Regions from separate parts of the Mus musculus genome. Here all the other regions are linked to region 3. A link is a contact called in public promoter capture Hi-C and targeted proximity ligation data. All regions are on one chromosome and are shown on one strand. The core of a region is the stretch at or near the end of the contact, and the rest is flanking DNA. Distances in the headings are between cores, read along the strand shown.

What was found. Promoter capture Hi-C pulls out the DNA fragments that hold promoters and counts their contacts. Capture Hi-C pulls out chosen DNA fragments and counts their contacts.
Region 1: a contact with region 3 is called in a promoter capture Hi-C map of the 3T3-L1 cell line, with 4 times the contacts expected there. A contact is called at or near these places in 2 of 39 promoter capture datasets (the 3T3-L1 cell line and hippocampal neurons).
Region 2: a promoter capture Hi-C map of liver shows a contact between it and region 3, with 3 times the contacts expected there. A contact is called at or near these places in 1 of 39 promoter capture datasets (hippocampal neurons), 2 of 130 datasets of targeted methods (astrocytes and embryonic stem cells) and 2 of 9 other capture datasets (adipose tissue and liver).
Region 4: a contact with region 3 is called in a targeted proximity ligation map of embryonic stem cells, with 4 times the contacts expected there. A contact is called at or near these places in 5 of 39 promoter capture datasets (the 3T3-L1 cell line, the C10 cell line, hippocampal neurons and 2 more), 1 of 484 Hi-C or Micro-C datasets (B cells), 3 of 130 datasets of targeted methods (astrocytes, embryonic stem cells and large pre-B cells) and 1 of 9 other capture datasets (liver).

What each region holds. Positions count from the first base shown.
Region 1 is chr19:15,980,513-15,986,339 of GRCm38.p6, reverse strand. Cep78 (centrosomal protein 78) reads left to right here and starts at 1,351. Exons shown (of 15, transcript NM_198019.2): 1 at 1,351-1,727; 2 at 4,540-4,712; 3 at 4,803-4,875; 4 at 5,145-5,248. The coding sequence starts at 1,460. It overlaps C130060C02Rik (RIKEN cDNA C130060C02 gene), which reads right to left and starts at 1,265. Exons shown (of 3, transcript NR_045355.1): 1 at 1,048-1,265.
Region 2 is chr19:15,922,765-15,927,938 of GRCm38.p6, reverse strand. It overlaps Psat1 (phosphoserine aminotransferase 1), which reads left to right and starts at 2,880. Exons shown (of 9, transcript NM_177420.2): 1 at 2,880-3,075. The coding sequence starts at 3,016.
Region 3 is chr19:18,668,905-18,674,445 of GRCm38.p6, reverse strand. It overlaps Carnmt1 (carnosine N-methyltransferase 1), which reads right to left and starts at 3,687. Exons shown (of 8, transcript NM_026120.5): 1 at 3,244-3,687. The coding sequence starts at 3,446.
Region 4 is chr19:21,649,756-21,654,949 of GRCm38.p6, reverse strand. Abhd17b (abhydrolase domain containing 17B) reads right to left here and starts at 1,641. Exons shown (of 4, transcript NM_146096.3): 1 at 1,357-1,641. 1110059E24Rik (RIKEN cDNA 1110059E24 gene) reads left to right here and starts at 2,159. Exons shown (of 4, transcript NM_025423.2): 1 at 2,159-2,343. The coding sequence starts at 2,242.

The DNA.
Region 1 (5,827 bases), core at 102-2,601, 2.7 Mb after region 3:
ACAGACTAAAAACAACAAACTTATGTTTTAAAAGAAGTGAATGAGGACACAAAAGACTTAACTGTGGACATTTAGCCTGTCATTCATAATGTCTCTTGAATATAGTATGCCTTATAAACAGAAAATCAAACTCATACCTCAGGAATTTATAAATGTGCTTTAAAGTATTTCAGAGAAATGGCTTAGCACTTAGGTGCACTTAACTGCCCTTCCAGAGGACTGGGTTCCATTCCCAGCACCTATGGTGGGTGGGTCACAAATGTCTCAAATGCCTATAACTTCAGGTCCAAGGCATCTGACGCCCCTTTCTGATATCCCTAAGCACTGTGTACACGTGTCACTCACACACACACACACACACACTGAATAAAAATATAAGCAAATCTTTTACAAATGTAACTGAAATGGTGGCTAGAGACAGCTCTTCTTTCAGAGGCTCTGAGTCTGGTTCCCAGCACCTACACTGACTGGCTCACTACCACCTGTAACACCAGTTCCAGAGGATCTGATGCCTTCTTCTGGTCACTCTGGACACTTGCACACAGATAGCATACAGGCACGTACCCATAAATAAATCCTTAAAAAGAATAAAACAGACTGATGTATTTATTACCCAGAGTTCACTTTGTTTCTGCTCAAAGTAATTCATTTTAATGCATAACTAAATAACATGACATAGGGAATAAAATAGCTCAACTTAACCACTGCTGAGTGAATCCCAAGTTCACTTTCCATAGCTATTATGCTCAATGTTACTAACTCTGTTAAAATCATTAATAATAAAACCGTAATGAAATTATGGTCTCTCTGTGATACAGGAGTCGTCTTCGAGTTTATTTAGAGTACTAACATTGAAAACTAGTAAGAGTTCGAGGCCAACCTAGTCTACAAAGTGAGTTCCAGGACAGCCAGGACTGTTATACAGAGAAACGTTGTCTCAAACAACACATAGAGAGATAGAGAGGGAGAGAAATATCCACCATCAATGGAGGATACTAAGCTAAACTCTAGCTTTGCCTAACCCAAAGAAGAGAGGAAGGAAGCCACCTGGTTTGCATACGTGTTGGGAAATTCTTCTTGTGACTTCTCTCGGTGAGGAAGCATAAACAGTTGAGCGCTTCTAACAGTCTTCTCGAGGCTAAACCCGCTTCTCAGTTCTCAGGTCAAGCCCGGTTCTCAGGTCGTCACTCCATTGCACCTCACTTTTGGTACCCAGAGGCGCGCTCACTGCAGAGCATCTACTCGCCTCCAGCTGATGGCGCGTTGGACGTAGCGAGCCCGGGTGGGCGTGGCCCGCGCTCTGACGCACAGCGAGCGCGCCGACGCATGCGCACGTCGCCCGCGGGAGCTCGCCGGTGACTAGAACGGCGGCGGCGGCTCCCAGAGCGGGCGCTAACCGCCCGAGGCGTGGCGGGAGGCGGCGCGGGGCGGCTGGTGGAGGTCCCCGGGGTTGCCGGTCATGATCGACTCGGTGAAGCTCCGGCGCGACTGCGCGGCCGACTTCTTCTCGCACTACGAGTACCTGTGCGCGCTGCAGGACTCCGTGCCGCTGCCCGCCGTGCGCGCCTGCCTGCGGGACGGCGTGCTGGACTTCAATGCCGACCGGCTGCGCGCGGTGGACTGGGCACCGCTGCTCAGCACGCTCAGGGTGAACCGCGACCTGCCGCTGGTGGCCATCAAGAGCTCCTTCCAGCCGTGGCTCGGGGAAACAGTTCTGCGGTCCGGAGGTGCGAGGGTTTGGTCGGAGAAGTGGGAGCCCGGTGCAGGATCAGCCTGCGAAGCGGCCTCCACCTAGCCACAAAGGAGTTTTTGCCGCCGCCTCCCTTGCAGGTTGCCGCCTCGGTCCGTTGTCTGGAGTAGTCAAGCTAGGGAGTAGAACTCGACACTGCCCCTTATTACAGCGAGGATGACCAACTCTGCACCCCGAGGGGAATATGCGTGATAATTTAGCAAATGGTCCCTGCCCTCTCTTCTTTTAGGGGTTTAAATGTACAATCTCCCTTCATTCGTAATTGCAAGTTTAATACAGAAAAGGAGAAGGTTAAAGATGGAAAGAAAAAAATGTATAACAAAAAAATAATCAGGGACGTCTTTTTTGATTTTTAGAAAAATATTTGAGGGTTTTGCCTTCGCGTGTGTATGTGCACTATGTGTGTGCAGTGCCTGCGGAGTACAGAAAAGGGGGTAAGAGGTCGGAGTCCATATGTGAACCACCATATGGATGCTGGGAACCGAACTCGCATCCTTTGCAAGAGCAGCAAGTATGTCCAACCATTGAGCCATCTCTCCAGCCCAAGGGACTATTATTATTTGTTTCTTTTATTTATTTATTTATTTATTTATTTATTTATTTATTTATTTATTTATTTATTTATTTGAGAGACAGGGTTTCTCTGTGTAGCCCTGGCTATCTTGGAACTCACTCTGTAGACCAGGCTGGCCTTGAACTCAGAGTCTGGCCTGCCTCTGCCTCTCGAGTGCTGGGATTGAAGGCGTGCGCCACCACTGCCCGACTGGAACTATTATTTTTGACGAACCCGTTGTAAAACAGTTGACTCTGGTTATTTGCAGATAACGTATTTACAAGTTCCTTTCATTTGAATTTTTGTAACTCCCAGCCAAGTCTTTGTGGTGCTTCTATGGTCATTCATGAACACCCGCCCAGAAGCCAAAAAAAAAAAATTACCATCCAATATATATGTTCCTTACTGATTTGCATATTTGTGTGTTTGTGTATCTTAGTATTGGCGTATGTGCACACTCAGAAACAAGAAAGGGGTGTTGGGTGTCCTTTGATGGCTCTTCACCCATTTTTTAAATTTATTTTTTATTTTATTTTATTTATTTATTTTTTGAGAGAGACAGGGTCTGTTTTCTTAGTTTGGCTGGAAGCCAATAAGCCCCAACTGCTCTCTTGACTCCGCCCCTTCCATGCTGGAGTTAGAAGTCCTGCTCCTGACGCCTGGTTTATGTGGGTTCTGGGATCACGGAACTCCAGTGCAGCAAATGCCCTTAACTACTGGGCCATCCTTCCAGCTGATTTTTCACACTCCGTTTTATTTTTAGATTTGCAAATAGTTGTTTGTGTGTTTATATGTATGTGGCATGTGTGTGCACACACGTGTACGTGGCATGTGTACACATACACACGTTGTGTGCATAGAGTCTAGAGGTTGGCCCTGAATGTCTTTCAGCTTTCCCATTTGTTTACTCAGGCAGGTTCTTCTCCCCTTCCTGCCCCGCCCCCCCCCCCAGGGGACTCACTGATTCCTTTGTCTGGCTAGCTAGTTTGCCCTAGGGATCATCTTTTGTTCCTTCACAGATTACATATAGGCTTTTACTTTGCTGGCCATCCAAGTTTGGGTCCTCAACATTTTTTCCTGCAAGTACCTTTATCAGTCTGGTCATCTCAGTTCCTAATTTCCTTCTCTATCTCTTTCTCTTTCCTCCTTTCTTCCTTCTTTCCTTTCTCTCCCCCCCCCCCACCCCTTTGCTTTTTTATTTTTAAGAGTGGTATCATGTAAGGAAAACCTGTGTTGTAGGCAACCTAAGGCCAGAGTTTCATATTTTAAATTTAAATTCTCACACATATAAAATCCATTGAAACAAGCCTGTTGTGGATTCTTTGGTTAAAGCGTGTTGTGTGTGCTAAGTGTCTGCAAGTTACTATTGGAAAGGGAAGGTGTGATGAGCTAGATTTGCTAGGGGCAGATTTGAAAGTCTGGCCCTTGACTGCCATAGTAATGGCCCAGATTTAAGGAACGATGAAAGAAGATGACTTAGAGTCAAGGCAGGCCTACCTGATCATGCTAGTATTTTATGTCTAGCATAAGGCATTCTTTGCAATATTTCCATGTCTCATATCCAGTGGGTATAGGCTGTGGGTGTTAGCCTCCTAGACACGACTTGTTTCTCTCTCTCAGCTGTTTTGACTGTACTATTGAAGAAGCTCCTGGCTGGCTTTGCTGTCTTGAACTCAGTTTCCCTCTGTGTAGATGGTCTCACTTAGCACAGAACCAGCACCTACTAACTGCAGTTTGTGCCTCCTTTACACTCTCGCCAGACCTGCTGGAAGGGGTGCTTTTCCTAACCTGTGTGGTTTAGGTGCCTCTCTGGTCATCCCTTTGTCTAATTGGTAATTGGTCCAACATTGAGGCAAGTTTTTCTAAGCATCATTATTGGTAGCTTTGGTCCTCATCACATGTGTTATAAAAGCCAACTCTAGTGGACTTGGTTCAGCCTCTTTTCACACCTGCAGCATTTATACTGTCCAGCAGGTGTCAGGCTTGGACCCCTTTGTACACACAGTCTACTCCTTTCTCTTATGTGTAAATTGAGGGCTTTCTTGAAGCCAGGCCGTAGGTGCAACTTCTCTGACTCCGTAAGAAAAAACACCGTGCGTGGTTTGTGTTTCTATATCTCTTGTGGCTGTGAAATTTGTCTTTAAGGACATGGTTCATTTCTGTGCCTTGGCATACTAAAATTGTACGATTGACATTACCGATTTTACTGATCACTGACTTACTGAATTTATTTTAGGTGCTGATACACACCGAATTTGTAGGAATCGAGTTCCTGCAGTGAGATCCAAAGACATAAGCTTCCAGTTATGTAAGGCTCTTAGAGGCTGCTTAAGTGTATCAGGGGTGCTAAGAAATCTGGAGCTAAATGGGCTGATTCTGAGAGAGAGAGATTTGACTAGTCTAACAAAGGTAAGCCTTGTTGTCCATGTCACCTGCAACATTTGAAAGCTGGTTTTGGTGGGGAAATACTCAATACATATTTTACTTTTTTCTATTAAGGGACTGAGTAAATCAACCTCTTTGGTGCACTTGTCTCTTGCAAATTGTCCAATTGGAGATGGAGGTTTAGAAAGTGAGTCAAGTCATTTAACACTTGTCCTGGGAGGGTGGTCTCATGTTTGTCTGTGTGCTGATAACTCTGTCTTTGGGGGCTGCTGCTTCCACCTGAGCTGCCTCCTTCCTGTGCCTGCTCAGATGCTAACCCATCTGTTAGTGGCTGGAGGGTGGTGGAAAGTGACTTTAGGGATACACCTTAAACTGGCATAGCTTGAAGACTGCGAGGAAACCGAGACTGACCACATTGGCAGGCACGTGGTCTTACTGTGTGTCTTTTTCTTTCAGTTATTTGTCAAGGTATAAAGAACTCTGTCACTCTCAAGACCGTCAACTTTACAGGGTGTAATCTGACATGGCAAGGAGCCTGTCATATGGCCAAGATCTTAAAGGTGACCTTTGAATGACAAATGTGATTAAAGCACATTAATACTTTGGTGTGGGGTTGCAGTAATGTTTGTCTTACCAGTGCATAGACTGCAATTTTAGTTTCATTGCATGCTATAACCATTGTCTAGCTTGGGATTCTGACCCTTAAAGATACACATTTAATCTTAAAAATAAAGACTTTAAAGTATCATACTTCATGAATACTTGTTATTTTAGTTGTTGAAAACATTGCAGCACCAGAAGAAACTACTATTACAGTCTCCAATTATTTATAAACTAATAAAAACAGTTCATACAGTTTTTATAGTTGCAGTAACTACTACATTAGGACTAAAGTTACTTAACCGTTTGACACGAGCCTTTTTGGAGGTTTTTGTTGTTTGTTTGTTTGTTTGTTTGGGGTTAGTGGGGTTGAGACAGGATATGGCTTTGTGGTCCAGTCTGTGATCAGACTCATTGTGCTGTCATGCTTGCATGCCAGGAATCTGCTTTGGTCTTTTTCCTCCAGCCTCCCAAGTGATTAAAGGTGTACGTCACCTTGGCTGCCTTGATTTTGTAGTTTGATGGCACAGATCAAAGAT
Region 2 (5,174 bases), core at 1,631-4,130, 2.7 Mb after region 3:
ATGCAGTGTGGGAAACTTGATTTTCTTCCCTGTCCTTCTATCCTGCCTCATCCCCATTCACTCTCTGGGACTGGACTTGGGTTTAGAGCTCAGAGAAAGCAAACACTGTTCTAGTAGATTAACTCACACACACTCTCTCTCTCTGATTGTTTAAAACCACTATATTACATAAAACAGTGGGTATTGTTGAATCTATTTATCTGGTTTAAGGCCTGGGAATGAAACTGTTCATTTATGCAATTTTCTTTTCCTCTTTTCAAAATTCTTTTCTTTTCTTGTTTTTATTGTTGTTTAAGATTTATTTGTTTTATGTATGTGAGTAAACTGTCACTCTCTTCAGACACATCAGAAGAGGACATCAGATCCCAGCACAGATGGTTGTGAGCTACCATGTGATTGCTGGGAATTGAACTCAGGACCTTGGAAGAGCAGTCAGTGCTCTTAACCACTGAGCCATCTCTCCAGCCCTTCTTTTCTTGTTTTTAAAGACCAAGTTGTTGCAGGATATTGGATCTCACTGTGAACCCCGGAGTTTGTATTATTTACTGAAATAACTTGTTTCCAGTGTGGTGTGGTTCATCCCTTAGTATACACTTTTAATCCCAAAACAAGGAAGGGAGTAAAGTTAAAACTAAAAGTTAGCAAACCAAAAAGTAAAGTAAAATTAAAACTAAAAGCTGGTTTATAGAAGGAAGCAGCCATGTTTGAAAGTGCTGAGTGGCAGACAAAGTGATGAATCAGAGAAAGATTTGACAGAGGAGAATATGTTCAACTCTTTTTTTTTTTTTTTTTTTTTTTTTTTTTGGTTTTTCGAGACAGGGTTTCTCTTTATAGCTCTGGCTGTCCTGGAGCTCACTTTGTGGACCAGGCTGGCCTTGAACTCAGAAATCCGCCTGCCTCTGCCTCCCGAGTGCTGGGATTAAAGGCGTGCGCCACCACGCCCGGCTCCATATGTTCAACTCTTACAAGGAGAGGAAAGAAAGCTACTAAAGAGAGCAGAGAGGAGAGGAGAGGAGAGGAGAGGAGAGGAGAGGAGAGGAGAGGAGAGGAGAGGAGAGGAGAGGAGAGGAGAGGAGAGGAGAGGGACTGGGAGGGAGAGAGAAAGGAGGCAGTCTTATTGGGACAGTTGTACAGTGACAGGTTGAAGAGAAAACAAGCTAGATACAGGTAAAGACAGAACAAGCCAGGGAACGAGGAGCCAGGAGATTAGAGTAGGTTGCCAAGTTAGTATGAGGCCAAGCAGAGAATTTCAGGAGAGCTTGAGAAAGAAACAAGATAGAATCACCTGGCTTGAAGAGGAGTTTTGAGCCAGAACAGCGGAGTTGAACCAGCCAACAAGAATTTGGAAAGAGCCAGAAAATGTGAGCGTATTGAGCAGTAAATCTCAGAGGCTGAAAATTTTATGGGTCTAGATTAGATTATACAGAGGCCAGAAGCTTCCAGGACTAGGCCTAAGTTAAGCTCCAGACAACAGTTAAATCAGGTGAATAAAGTTTACCAAGTTCCTTTGTATAGTCCTGGCTGTCCTGGAATTTGCTCTGTAGATCAGGCTGGCCTTGAACTTAAGGCTTACCTCTACTTCTACCTCCCCAGTAAGACACCGCCTATCTCCAGCTATGTAAGTTTTTAAACTAAGGTGCTGAAGAAGGCCGTGGACCTGGCTTTATTCGGCCTTTTCTAACAATTTTGCTCTACTACTCCCAGACTCAAAGCAGTGTTTCTGTTCACAGCCACACCCCTTCTACAGGTTATGGGAAACAAACAAGAGCCCAAATGCTCAAAGGCTGAATTGCACGCCTGTCAAACTGAGGCCACAGATGCGGAGATCAGCATTAACGCTCAGTAGGCACGGTGCCTATTCCTGCCATCCATTGTACAAAAGAACTTGGGAAAATGTTTTCATAGTAAAGGAATCTGGGTGAAACTGCAAAGTAGAGGGAAAAATGCTTTTAAAATGTTCTGGACTTCAAAAGAACTACCCTAGCATAGAAGGGGCCTTCTTGTTCCAGAATCTCAAGCGAGCCTCCAGCACAACTCCTTTGAAAAGGGAACTTGTGTGGAAAAGTTTGAACAGATGTGGCACTGTGCCCAGCTCGGCTCAGGGCCACATTCCTCCGGCCCTGACTATATTGTGCTCCCGTTAATACCTCCTCACAACTTGAGGACCTCCTGCACAAGAGCCAACATTCAGGTTCCTGCTCCTCAGTTCATGAAAGAGATAATGAGAGAACAGAGACTCAGCGACTTGAAAGAGGCTGTCCGCGATGAGGGTGGGGGTGGCGGTAGGGGTGGGGTGGGGCTGCCCCCAAAGTTCGTAGCCACCCGTGGGGCAGTGAGCTAGAGCGCAAGTGCAAATACAAAGGCTTCGTATGTGATTTTTGAGACAGGGACCCTCCACGTAGTGTGGCTGGCCTCCACGTAGCTATCCTCCTGATTTACCCTGCTGGGATTATCAGGTGCACCAGGTCACAATCCTATGACCGCACTCTTCAACCATTTCTACACGCTGCACCTCCTTCTTTGAGTGTCCTGTCTCTACGTCGGAGTGTCTGTGAGGGTCTTAGGAAAGTCCGGTGAACAGTGGGGACTGGCTCTGGGACAAATGCAGCATAGCCCAGCTCAGCTGGAGGTGGGCCAGGAGCAATGGGTTTGCGCGCCACCTCGAAGTTGTTCAGAGGCCAGGGCAGGGGACTCTGCGCCCAGAGGTGCGCGAAGGCAGAAGGCACCTCGCCACGCGGGTGGCTGGTGCAATCCCCTGCTCTCTTGCGTTGACCGCTAAAGCCGATTGAAATTCTAAACTCCAGGAGGAGTTGATTGATCGTAGACTCCGATAGTGAGCGTGGCCAATAGGGAGGGGAGCTTCTGAGCGAGAGCCAATCAGTGAGCGGCCTGAGACAGCGAACCAATGGAGCGCCGACTCAGCAGGCTGAAGCCCGCTCTGCCTTTGCATCCGGAGACGCGGGCTGTTCGCGTGGTCTCTGCTCCTGCCACTTCCCCTGCTGTCGCCTTAGCACCATGGAAGCCACCAAGCAAGTGGTTAACTTTGGGCCCGGGCCTGCCAAGCTGCCACACTCGGTAAGGTGGCTGGGGTTTGGTCGGAGTGCGGGCATCGGGATGTGGGGCGTCGGGATGCGGGTGTTGAGATACAGACAGCGGTGAGCAGGGATGCCGCCGTGGAGAGATAGTTGCTGAGGCCGAAATGCGCTCCTGTGCACAGACGCGGGCGTTCACTTCCAGCCGGCCTCCTGGTGGCGTGGCCTCTGCGGCTCCCGCGTGCACAGGCGAGCGTAGGAGTGTGAATGAATGGGCGGTCGGGGCGGCACGTTTCCTTCCGGGGAGCGCAGGCTAAGCTCCGGGCGCTGGGAGCATAGTCCTCAGAACTCGGAAATTGAAAGCTGCCGGCTTCTCCCTCTTCGCCTCCACCGAACCCACCCAGCCCTTAAGCCTTTCTCCTGGAAACCTGCCTGTCTCCTCAGACTCTGAAAGGCTTTGGTCTGTTTGGCCAAGTTCCATTCACTTGATCGGTGTGTCATCCCGTCCCATCCTGCACGGGTTCCTCCCGCACCCCAGCTGTGCGGAATGAGATGCCTCTCGTGGCCGGGAGCCCATGGACCAGCTGTCCAAGCTGCTATCTGGTAACCGCTTGCCACAGCTCGCAGGCATGGCCAAGAATTGTACAATTATCTTTTGTTGAACCCTGGCGATCTCCCCGGGACACCACGGTCTCTGTTGGGGTAGAAACAGGATAGTGTGAGAGAGGGAAAGACGCCTTTCTTTTGTAGGGACAGCGACACAAGCTGAGAACAGGGCTTTTTCTGCAGCCATTGCAGTTCATCTTACATGACGGTCTTTGGTAGAACTGTGGGACCTTCTGGGAGATCTCCCCCACCCCCATCCCTCTCTGTTTTGGAAAGCTCTGGGTTTTTTGTTTGTTTGTTTGTTTGTTTGTTTTGTTTTGTTTTTGCCAGGTTAGGTAAGGCAGTGTCTCTCAGTACAGGCTAGCCTAGAATTTACTTTGTACCGCACGCTGGTTTTGAACTATTCCTGCCTCCACCTCCCAAGAGAGCAGTGTCTTACTTAGGGTTACTATTGCTGTGATGAAACACTGTGGCCAAAAGCAACTAGTGGAAGGAAGGGTTTATTTCACTCACAGTTCCCTATAACAGTTCATTATCAAAAGCAATGAGGACAGGGACCTGGAGGCAGGAGCTGACGCAGAGGCCATGGAGGGGCGCTGCTTTCTGGCCTGCTCTCCGTGGCTTTCTCAGTCTTTATAGCACTCAGGATCACCAGCCCGGGGGTGGCACCGCCCACAGTGTCAAGTTGACAAAAATAGTCAGCATGTAGGAATTACAGGCATGTGCGATTAACTTCAATGTAGTAAGCCTTCTTGATTTAGTTTCGAAGCTTTCAAAATTCATGTATGGGTGTGTCTGTGTGTGGGTGTGTGTACGCGCATGGGTCAAGTGCCTGAGGAAGTGACTTAGAGGTGGTTGTGAGCTAGCTGATGTGGGCTCTGGAGCTCCAACTGCAACTCCTGGAAGAGCAGTCTGTGCTTGTCCCAGCTGAGCCATCTCTTCCATGACTTCTCCGGCCATCATTTAAAGGAAGGCACTTGGAAAAATTCACTGCTGGAGTAAACCTCTTGTAAATCTTAAGCTCCAGGGTATCGGAGGTCTTCTGGCTTCAGAGGGTAGATGTACAAATAAATGAATACTAAGATAAATTAAAAAAAAGACTGAAAATAAGTTCAAAGATGGTTTCAGATAGTAGGGGGACGGGATCTGGTAGAGCTCCTGCTTGCTGTTTGCTGAGGCAGGTCCTGTTTAATCCTGTTGAACGCACAAAACCCAAGACTCTGTCCCAGGTGCTTCTTTTAATAGGGATGTGTTCACTGAAATTTAACTTGAATGTTTTTGATTTATATATATGTGTGTGTGTGTGTGTATCATACTCCTACATATATAAAAAACTAAGATTCTGTTTTTGTTGCAGGTGTTTCTTTTAGAATATGAATGTATAAACTAAAATTTACTCAAATTGTATATATATACACACACACTATATATATATATACACATACATATTGAGATAAACATATATTACACACACACATGGCCAGTGCAGTTTCAACATAAAATTTAATGATATCTTGTTCTCTCTTTCTCTCTACC
Region 3 (5,541 bases), core at 2,438-4,937:
ACCACATAGTGGCTTACAACCATCTGTAATGAGATCTGATGCCCTCTTCTGGTGTGTTTAAAGACAGCTACAGTGTACTTAGATATAATAATAAATAAATGTTAAAAAAAAACCTTAATCCTTATTGTGCGGTATAAAGTAGGTAGAAATGTTAAGTCAATGATGGTCTCTGAAGGTAGGGCTTTCGGGAAATATTAAAAGTGAAATGGTACCTGAAAGGCAGCACCCTAACCTGGTGGGATTGTGGCCTTGAAAACACAAACACAAACAAAAACAAAAAACCGGAAGGAGGCACAAGTCCTCTACCACGTGATGTCTTACACCACCTCAAGACTCCAAGGGAAAAAAAAAAGACTCCATGGACTTTCTCCACTAGTAAGAACTTCACCAAATGTGCTCCACAGCCTTCAACTTCCTACCCTTTAACACCATGAGCCAAATATATATAGCCTTTATTCCTTACACATAAATGACTGAGGGCATATATTAGAAAAAAGGAGAGGGGGCACAAATTTTCAAAAGTCGTATTATTGGGCTTGAAAGGATAAATACAAAACGATTTTTGGAAGTTTTTTTTTTTTTTTAACCAATTTATATTTAGTTCTAAAGTTTGCTTAGTAAAGTTAGGCGAACAGCGGAGTGGCAAGTGTTTAAAGCTCACTGTGAGCAGCTCAGTCTTATTACAGAGCTTTCTTCCTAGTGTTCCTAGGCAATGGCTGCTCTACAATCTTCTCACTGAACCTCAAACAGACTTTCAGTAACATGCATCCCCTTCCTAAACAGCTAATACTGACACCAGAGAGCTATCATCTCCAAATGACCCTTCTCAGCCCCGCGGTGGACAAGCCCCATTATGGCTAAAAAGCACTAGAGAGGTGTGACCTAGGAATACTGCTATAGACGCATGCAGCCTTCACCTAAGGTCTCCCAACCCTCCCCTGCCCAGCCAGCAATTCTCCTGGGCACAACTTCATCCTTTACCCTTTTCAAATCTCTGCGTTTCAATAAGAACAAGAAACAATGCTAGGCATGCTTCTGCTTTTGTTGTTCAAAGAGACCAAGTGCCATCCTGGCGGCAGGGGAGTGGGGCTGGTGAAGCTGTATTTGCTGGTACAGCTGATAGGTGGGTCGCTGGGTGAGGGAGGGGAGGCACATTCCTTAACCCCCAGGGATCTGTGGTCTCCAAAGCTGCCAGAAACAAGACACACTGGGAAACTCTTAAAGGGTTTGGGCAGGGTGTGGTACAGCATGTGCTTAAGTGCACTCTAGAACCACACAACAAAGAAAACAAACTAACAAAAGATAGTGACGGGTGGGCATTTCCCCAGAACTGAAAGCATAGTCTCTTACAATGCTAGAATTGGAGCTAACTCTACTATTATCGCAACTATAAGCTACAGCCCACTAGCTGTCTGATCATTTGTAACCTCCTTGTAGAGCGGCCATCCAAGCCCTTTTGCTTATATTATGCTCATGTGTATGGAGGTGAACATCTATAAAGACTTCACTGCCTAAGAACTTTATCCTTGGCAAAAGAAAGAAACTTGGATGGCACCCTGCTTTTAAAGGATGGCTTTGGTACCCCCTCAGGAGCCAAAAGGCATTTCTCCCCCTATGATCTTTACAGTCTTCAGTTCACTGTAACATTTAGTGGTAAAAGTAAGCCCTATAAAATGTGCTAGGAGTCCAGAACAGGGCTGGCAGGCTTTCATGTGATGAAAGGACTTCTGTCCACACACTCCAATATGACACACTAGCAACAGGTGGAGCACTTTAAACATGCTAGTGAGGCTGTGCAATTCAATTCTAACTTTCGTTTAATTTATGTTTAAACGTGACTAGTGTCTGCAGTAGAGACACTTCAAAGCCAGACTATCAAAAATGCTGGAAAGCAACATAATGCTTGCCATATAGGCTACACTACTTTTTCCAGAGATTTGGCGTGTTTCTCAGAGACATTATATAAGTAAAGAAAAATTTTGGTGAAAAGTCCCCCAATCTCATATTCAATGGGTAGAGAGAGACGAAAGCACAGGGAACCATGTCACAATTAGAAAATGCACACAGCAAGCAGCCTTTTCTATACTGCAGTACTCAAGACCAGGTCAAACGGCCTCTACCCTAGACCAATGGCCCATCCAATAACTAATAATAGAATCTCAGGCTCCAAATATATTAAAACTGAATATAATTACATATGTTTAACCGAGCCTACTACTATATGCCAAGGTGTTTCCCAGAATCTATGTTTTGCAACAGTAAAATGTGGCACTATCAGAAAATACCCTCTACTTCTGAGTTCAATTAGGAAATTATTTCATCGAAGTCTTTGACTCAAGAACTGCCTGTGAGCCTAGAACTTGAGAGCTTGAGGCCTTGGGTTCCACACACCTGCCATACCTGACACTCTGTAACCATCAGATCCTAAATAACTGTTCAATTCAAAACAGTAACAAAGTAATAGAACCACCGCGCAAGACTGATTAGGGCTGTTGGGGGAGTGTCCTCTTTTGCCACTATGTTTTATTTTTAAAATAGAGCTTCAACAGCATTGCCAAACACAGTGCCATAAAAGTAAGGTTCGTCCTTGCCCTCGATGGGAGTCAGACCTGGGCAAAGAGTTACATATATAAACAACTGTAATACAAATAGCAACAGAGTACCACCTAGGTTGGTTTGATCCGCACACGAGGTCACGCTCATCTCTCTGGTTCTAACCACAGGTTCAGAACACAGTGGACTGTGTCGCTTACGGATATAAATGTACTAACTCTCCTTGCCCAAAACCCCGGGTGCACGAAGACGCGAACAGATCTGTACTTGGGCATTCTCATTGGGCTATCTGAACACCTATCCAGACCATATGTAGAAGTTAGGAAGCTGCGATACGAATGGAGAGCCTACAGAAGAGTCCCACAACCATGCCTAGCCCACGAGAGGAATTCCGTACTTACTCGCAGACCACAAGAACATAAAGCCGGCTCCGGTGCCCGCTCTCTTTTTTCCTTACCAAGATGCACATTTTGCAACTCCGGGATCTCTTCCTCCCTCCACCATCCGGTCAGAGCCACTCGGCAGCACCGTTCAGTTCTCTACAAAAAGTGCACACTCGCTCCGGCGGCTCCGGGTGAGGTGGGAGGCAGCCCCACGGGACCGCCCGCGCGCAGGTGACCGCGGGCTCCGCGAACCAGCCACGAGGCGGGCCCCGAGACTGCGGCGTGCGGGCGGGCGGGCGCGCCTTACCCGTAGTAGCGGAACGCGTTGATGACCTTCCAGAAGTGCTCGCGCTCCAGCCGCTCCTCGTCCTCGGCGGTGCCGCGCGCCGGGGGCCCCGCAGGCGCGGCCGAGCCCAAACGCCCGGCGGAGAACTGCACCTCCACGTCCTCGCTTCGCCCGCCGTCCTGGGCCGGTTGAGACGCGGGCGGAGCGCGCTGTCGTCGCTGCATCGCCGCCGCGGCCCACGGCGTGACCCGCCTGCGCTTCCCGGCTCCCGAGTGCGTGGTGGCGAACGGCCGGGCCTCCTCTAGACGGCGCCGGCCGCGGCCGAGGCCCCCGCTCGCGGCACGCCCCGCCCCCGCCGCCCTCAGGCCTCCATTCGCGCTGCGCTCCGCCAGGGTTTCGGGACCCGCGCACGCGCCGACGACCAGGCTAAGGCCGCGGCCGCCCGCGTTCATTCGCTGCCGGGCTTCCGCTACGACGCGCTGACGTCCGAATACGCTTAGAGGGCGGGGTCTAGGGCCAGCTGGAGGAGGAGCTCCTTTGCTGGGGGCGGTGCTAGAGCAGCAGGCACCAATGAGAGCCAGTGGGCGGGGCCACGAATCTGGCCCGCTGGAGTGGGACGGGCTCTGAGGCTGGAAAGGAAGGGCAAGAGAAAGAAAAAGTGGGTTTTCAGGAATTGATTTTGAATGTTTTAACTTTAGAAACTCAAAAAGGCAAGGTCTTAAGTTAGCCCTTGAAACTCGTTTTCTAAGTGGATTCCCTTTAAGCACCCATGAAGGCACAATTAAGAGTGCTTCAGGGAAAAGTCCAAGTTGCAGAATCAGAAGACATTCCATTAGCTGGGAGATGAACCAGAGTCAGTGTTTCCAATCAAACCTTCAGAAAACTGAGAAGCAAGCCCTGAAGGTTTGTGAGCTGGTCGCTCGTCTTGTAAATTCACTCCACAATGACATCAGTGACCTCCTTGCTCAGGATGTCATGGCTATGGGAATAGTTACTGGCAGCATAGCATCTTCCTCGCCTGTGATGAGCTACTCGAGATAGAAATGTAGCAGAGCCCCAGATCTTAGAAGGCCCTGAGACCTTAGCTCACCTGAATCTATGATGAAGTGCCGTTAAGGCTGTAAAACTCAGCACACAGACAGCACCACTGCCAAAGTAAAACAAAGGCTGAATCCATCAAAGTCCATAGCTCCGGGGAAGTCTGTAAATGTACTTGCTTTTTAGCTCTTGGACGTCTGCTTCTGGCTACCTGTTCTTGCTAACTTTAGTGTGTCAACCCAAAACATAATTTTTGTGTATAAAGGTCATCCTGCAAGAGGCTCACTGCTACACTGGGATCCCGAACATCCGGTGTCGTCAATGGCCGGCTAATCGAGCTTTCCATTGGCTTAAACCCATGTCTGAACAGTCCTCTCTGGTGGACACCTCACAACAGAAGAACTGACAGTAGGCGTTAGTGTGATCTTCATCCGTGACTGAGTTCCAATTCTACAAACACTGCTCTGAGCCCTTGCCTCTTGCCAGTGCCTGTCTCCCCAAATAAGGTGAATAGGGTCTTCTCAACAATGGCCCTGTCACTTGGTATCTTGTCATAAAACTGGATACCATGTCCCAGGAAGTAGAGCCCTCAGCAGGGATTGCCCATCTGGACTCCAGTCTTGTCAAAGTGGATACATACAGATGCTCTCATAAACCTGAGACTGGTAGCACTCTGTGCCAACAGAGGAATTAGAGGATGGTGTTTCAGTCTCTCTCTCTCTCCCCCCCCTCCCCCGCCCTCTGTGTGTGTGGCGGGGGGGGGGGGGGGGGGGGGGAAGGTGTAGAATCTCACTATGTACTCCTGGCTGGCCTAAAACTCAAGAGATCCCATCAGACAGTAATGGCTCACCTTTAATCCCAGCATTTTGGGAAGGCAGAGGCAGGCAGCTCTCTGTATGCTCAAGGCCAGCATAGTCTACAGAGCTAGTTCCAGGGCAGCCAAGACAACACAAAGAAATCCTGTCTTGAAAAACCAAACAAAAACAACAGACAAAAAAGTCAGAGATCCACCTGCTCCTGTCTCCTGAGTGCTGGGATTAAAGACTTGTACCACCCGGGCGTGGTGGCGCAGGTCTTTAATCCCAGCACTCGGGAGGCAGAGGCAGGTGGATTTCTGAGTTCGAGGCCATCGTGGTCTACAAAGTGAGTTCCAGGACAGACAGGGCTATACAGAGAAACCCTGTCTTGAAAAACCAAAAAAAAAAAAAAAAAAAAAAAAAAAAGACTTATACCACTCCCTCAGTGATTTAAGACTGACAAACTAACATAGTTCAAACATCT
Region 4 (5,194 bases), core at 392-2,891, 3.0 Mb before region 3:
AGTCTATGCGTTGGGGTGGGCAAGAGCCTGCTTTTTCAGCTGTCGTTTTATCACAATGCAAAATGAGCGATGGTACTCAAGTAAACAAACCACTTATTAACCAGTGTATTGTACACCAAGGGACAAATTTAAAGCTTCCTAGCCTACTGAAAATCTAATCCTATCCTTGCCAATTAACCTTATTAATACTAGAGTAGGAGAAGAGAGAGAGGTCAAAATACGGTGAAGGCGCTACTAATTTCCTCCAAGATCTGAAACAGTAACGAAGGCATAGCAGATATTGTATCCATTTTCAACTTCCAACACCTTCGCCTTCTCCGTTTTCCATTGGTAAGACACCGGCACCGATAACAATGGTGATATTCAAAATACTGCATTGGCTACGAGTAGATTTATTACCCAACTGAATCCATGCGCCAAGTATATGGACACACATTCTCTAAAATAAGTGTTGATTGAAAATCCCCGTTAATGTAAACAAATATGTCAATCACAAACCGCACCTAATTAATTCTACTCAAGACTTAGTAGTTTTAGGTACTGCCCCAAGATGTCCAAAATTCTCTTTATACGCTGAAGGTTTGAAAAATGTAAATCCTAGGGATCAAGCAGTATATACTGCACAAGGAATGGAATACCTTTCATAAACTATCAGAAAAAAATTAAAGGTCACCCTTTCCGCGGGGCCCCGTTATTCTAATCCTTACCAAATCTGCTTCACATTGCCTTAAATCAGAGCAGCACTGATGAAACTAAATATCCTGCTTTTGACAGAAAAATCACCAAGATTAAGGCTCTGAACGTTTTCTTCTTTCTCTCTCTCTCTTTCTTTCTTTCTTTCTTTCTTTCTTTCTTTCTTTCTTTCTTTCTTTCTTTCTTTCTTTCTTTCAACAGAAGCGGAGGGAGGTTAAACTCTCCGAACGTCCTCCACACACTATAATTTGACACAACTTTCCTGGTTTAATATTAAATACAATTTCAAACAGAACTCTCCAACTTTCAATTCAAATCCAACCTCTCCCTCCTTGAGTTCTCAATCAGAGATGATACAAGTTCAAGCCATGGAAAGCAGCTCCCGCGACAAGCGGAGCGGGATACCCAGCTCAAGCTCCGGGCGGACTCCATCTAAAATCGAGGCTGGCGGGACCCGGACACCGAGCCGAGAGCGAGGGCCCGAAGTGGCCCAGATCCAGGGAGGGGAGCGGCGGCCCGACCCCATCTTGCGGTCCTCCCTGCGGGCGAGGAGGCCCGGGACGCACGGCTCTCCGCTCGGTAGCTCCGCTCCGAAGCCACCCGGCCTGGTCCCCAGCTCAGAGCGGCGACCCCCCGACGGCCCAGCAGCCCAGCCCCACGCACCTGCAGCTGGGCGGCCGCGGCCGCCAACGCGCTGTCCTCCGCGGGGCGCCGCCCGCCGACTCTGCGCCCGCGGCCCGGCCCGGCGAGGACGCGAAAGAGAGCTGCGGTGCCCGGGCGCGCTTCGTGGGGCCCCTCCACGCGCGTTCGCGTTCTGCTGACTAACGGCTCCGCCGCGAGGGGCGGCCGCCGCCGGGGCTCTCCGGCCCGAGGTCCCGCGCGGCCGTGGTCGCCGTCCGCAGCGCAGGGCCGGTGCTGCCTTCTCCGCAGCCCGCCTTCCTTGGCACCTCCGAAGGCCGCCAGGCGGCGGAGCGCGCGGCCGCGGCGGGCGGGAGCTGGGAGGGCGGCGGGGGGCGGGGGGGCGAGCGGCCCGGTTCGAGCTGCTCAGTGACTGGAGGAGGGCGCCGAAGCTGACCCGGGCTCCGGGCTGCAGGCGATCAGGGCACCGGCCTCGCCCACCTTCCACCAATCACAAACTGCGCAGCGGAGTCGCTACGCTACGGAGCCGGGAGACAGGTTGGGAGCGTTCGGCAGGAGGCGGGGATTGCGGAAAAGAAGAGCCAATAGGAACGGGGAATCTCCGTCCCTCCGCCGTGATGGACAGCCGCGTTCGAGCCAATGGGGGAGTTCTAGATTCGAAGAAAGCCGGACTTGCACCTTGGGTCCGAGGAAGGCTTTCCGTGAAGCCGGTAGTCGAGGATGTGCGGCAAGGCAGAGCCGAGCGTGACCTCCCTAATGAGTCACGTGGGCCGACCTGGGGCTGGGACGGAAAGAGTAGAAGAACTTCTTCCGGGTCACTGTCCTTAGTCTCAATCTGGGGCGGGAACGTCTTTACTCTTTCCTGTAACTTAAAGGCTGCACCGATTTACAGTGCTTGAGATTTTGGTGATGAGTTCCCAGAAAGGCAACGTGACTCGGTCCCGGCCTCAGAAGCACCAGAATACGTTCACCTTCAAAAATGACAAGTTTGATAAGAGTGTTCAGACCAAGGTAGGCCCTTGCCTGTTGTTCTGACTGCCATCCCAGGGGAAAAAAAAGTGACAGAGAGAGGAAAGGGGACAGAGAGAGGAAAGGAGAGGAGTTGGCGAGCGTGGACTGCAGCCCAGTTAGTCTTGGCTGCAGTGCAATCGTGTCTCAAATATTCTTCCCACGCCCTTTCTTTGGCTTGGCTCTGTTCCGTGAATCTATCTGATGGTCAGCACATCTCAGTAGTGGCGCCGAGACTGGATAGGGCAGCTTAAATTCATCCAACCTAAGGTACCGATGGGGCGATTGACGCCTTGGATGCTCCCACCTGGATCACGCCCCCGCAATAAGAAAATGAAATGAAGGCACTCGTCCGAGTGTCTCTTTGCAGCGACTGTTTTTCCGAGAACTCCCAAACCCATAAGTTTGTAGGGAGTACGATCTTAGCGTCACTGTCCTTATCAACAAGATGTTATTTCAGTTTTGTGTTGGAGCAAACGTTTTGGCTTGTGTAAAAATGGTTGCTTGCTGTCTATACAATTAACTTAGCAGGACCTGTGTAAAGTGGAAGAAAACTCAGACTGTTTGTTACTTGAGATATGTATGACTAGTGATTCTGTGAATAGCGATCCCCTTCCCCATAACTGAATGGGGAGCGGATAAAGGCCTTTAGTCGTCCTGGAGGCCAGCTTACATCAGATAAAGTTAATATTTACAGAAACAAGAGCTCAAATTTCCTAAGTTTGTTCCTTGAAGTAATTTAGTAATTTCTGTGACCTTTAGCCTCAGATAAGAAATCTGATAGGATTATTCGGAAGCTAACAGAAGAGTAACTAGTCTGGGACATAACAGGTGGTCAGCAGGTGATTACGTTTAAAACATTAAAAAGGCAATCCATAGTAACTTGTACTCTGTCTTTCTCTTTCATTGTTTCTCAGATATTTAATAAATACCTTTCACGTGCAGGGTTCTAGACCCCTGGTAGACAGTGTTCAAAACTATTGATTCTGCCTTTACGGAGCTTGTAATTGTCTGAGTAATATGGACAGTCAGTCAGCAGATGGATCTGTAATTACAAATTTCAATAGAAGTTGCTAAAGGGAAAGGCAGTTCAGTGAAGAATAAAAAAAAATAGTTTAAGCAGGGCCCTCAGACCACATTAGCAGACACTCGTCCATAAACCTGCTTTTCCTGTATTTTAGAAAAATATTATGGAGAGAAGTTGGTAAAGAAAATGGATTAATCCACAATTTGGCCCGAACAGCAGTGGGAATAGTAAAGTATAATTTCCTCCCACTGCTCTGTAGCCATCTTAAAATCTGTGGAGAGCCTTGAAAGTAAGACTAGACCATACTTAAATATAATTGTGAGATACACTAATTAGACCTTTCCCCAGAGGAAGGAAACTGGGGCCCCAGGTTGTCTCAGCTCTCTATTCTAAAGACAGTTTTTAAATTTAAGACTGGACAGATAAAAATGGAGAGTTAGAGAACGTTCCCCTCTCCCCACTTCACCTCTACCTGGTTTTAATCTTTTGAGACAGGGTCTCACTATGTAGACTAGGCTATACTTGGAGTAATTCTCCTGCCTCAGTCTTCTGACCATGCCTAGCTACAATAGATGTTTTGTTAGGATGCTTATGTAAATAAAGTGGTTCTTTTCTCTCATTTGAATATATTTTTGAGGAAAGAGGAAAGAAGCTTGCTCTAGTCTTCCCAATGGCCAACAGGGTTAGCATACGCAGGACCTTCCAGCTTGATAGGAGGACTACCTAACAGTCAAGTGGTGCATACCAAACTCTGTAACCTGCCACTTTCTGAGCTTACTGAAAAGAGGCCTGCCTTTGTGGTCTTCGCTTCCTTTCTGGAGAGGAGATGGTATGTAATGAAACACAACTGGTGGTGTGGAACATTGTCATCTGGTCATGCCATGGTTAGTGACCTGTTGAACCCTTGGCACCTGTGATTACCTGTGAGACACCTGCATAAGATTGGGCCTAGTAATGGTCTGTCATGGAGTAGGTAGGACCTTAAAAGGCATCATCTCCCCTCAAGTGTATGCGTAAGCTATCTATGGTTGATGGATGGATGTTGATACAGTCATTTTCTTCAGTGGGGTAGCCATACAGCATTTGTCCTTGTTCCTGGAAATAGCCCATTTTTTGGTAAGAAATTGTAATTCATTGGTTCGCTGAACTGGACCCAGGGAGAACTGTTTTTTTATACCTTTGGTCATCTCTCCAGAAGTTCATGTGACTGCTGTAGTAGAAGAGAGACCCCACCCATACTTGTTCTGTCATTTTTACTCTACAATTCTGGGTTACTACTATCTCTGCTCTTAACTTTCCAGTCAAGATGGTTGTAAGGATCATTTAAAAAAAAATCTTAAGAAATAGAGACATGCCAGGAGGTGGTGGCGCGTGCCTTTAATCCTAGCACTTGGGAGGCATAGGCAGGCAACTCTCTGAGTTCAAGGCCACTCTAGTCTACAGAGTGAGTTCCAGGACAGCCAGGGTTACACAGAGTAAGCCTGTCTTGAAAAACAAAACAAAAGAGAGATACAAGTGGCTTGTCTAGACCCATTCGGCCTTTCTAGAGGGCACTGTGATGTATGGGGGGACATGGAGAAATGGGTGAGTGGCGAGTTTCAGAGACCATTATCAGACACAACGGACTGAGTAGATTTTTGTCTTTTCATTAAGTGAATGGCATGATTGTGGATCAGTTTGTAGCCTAGATACTGAGTTCCAGAGCAGCCAGGGATATGGAGAGTGACCCTGTCTCAAAAACCAACTAAGCATGAAGGGAGAGAGAAATACAAGTGTGAGCCAAGCATAATCATGTGGTCATCTATGTGGATTCAAAGTTGCTCAGGC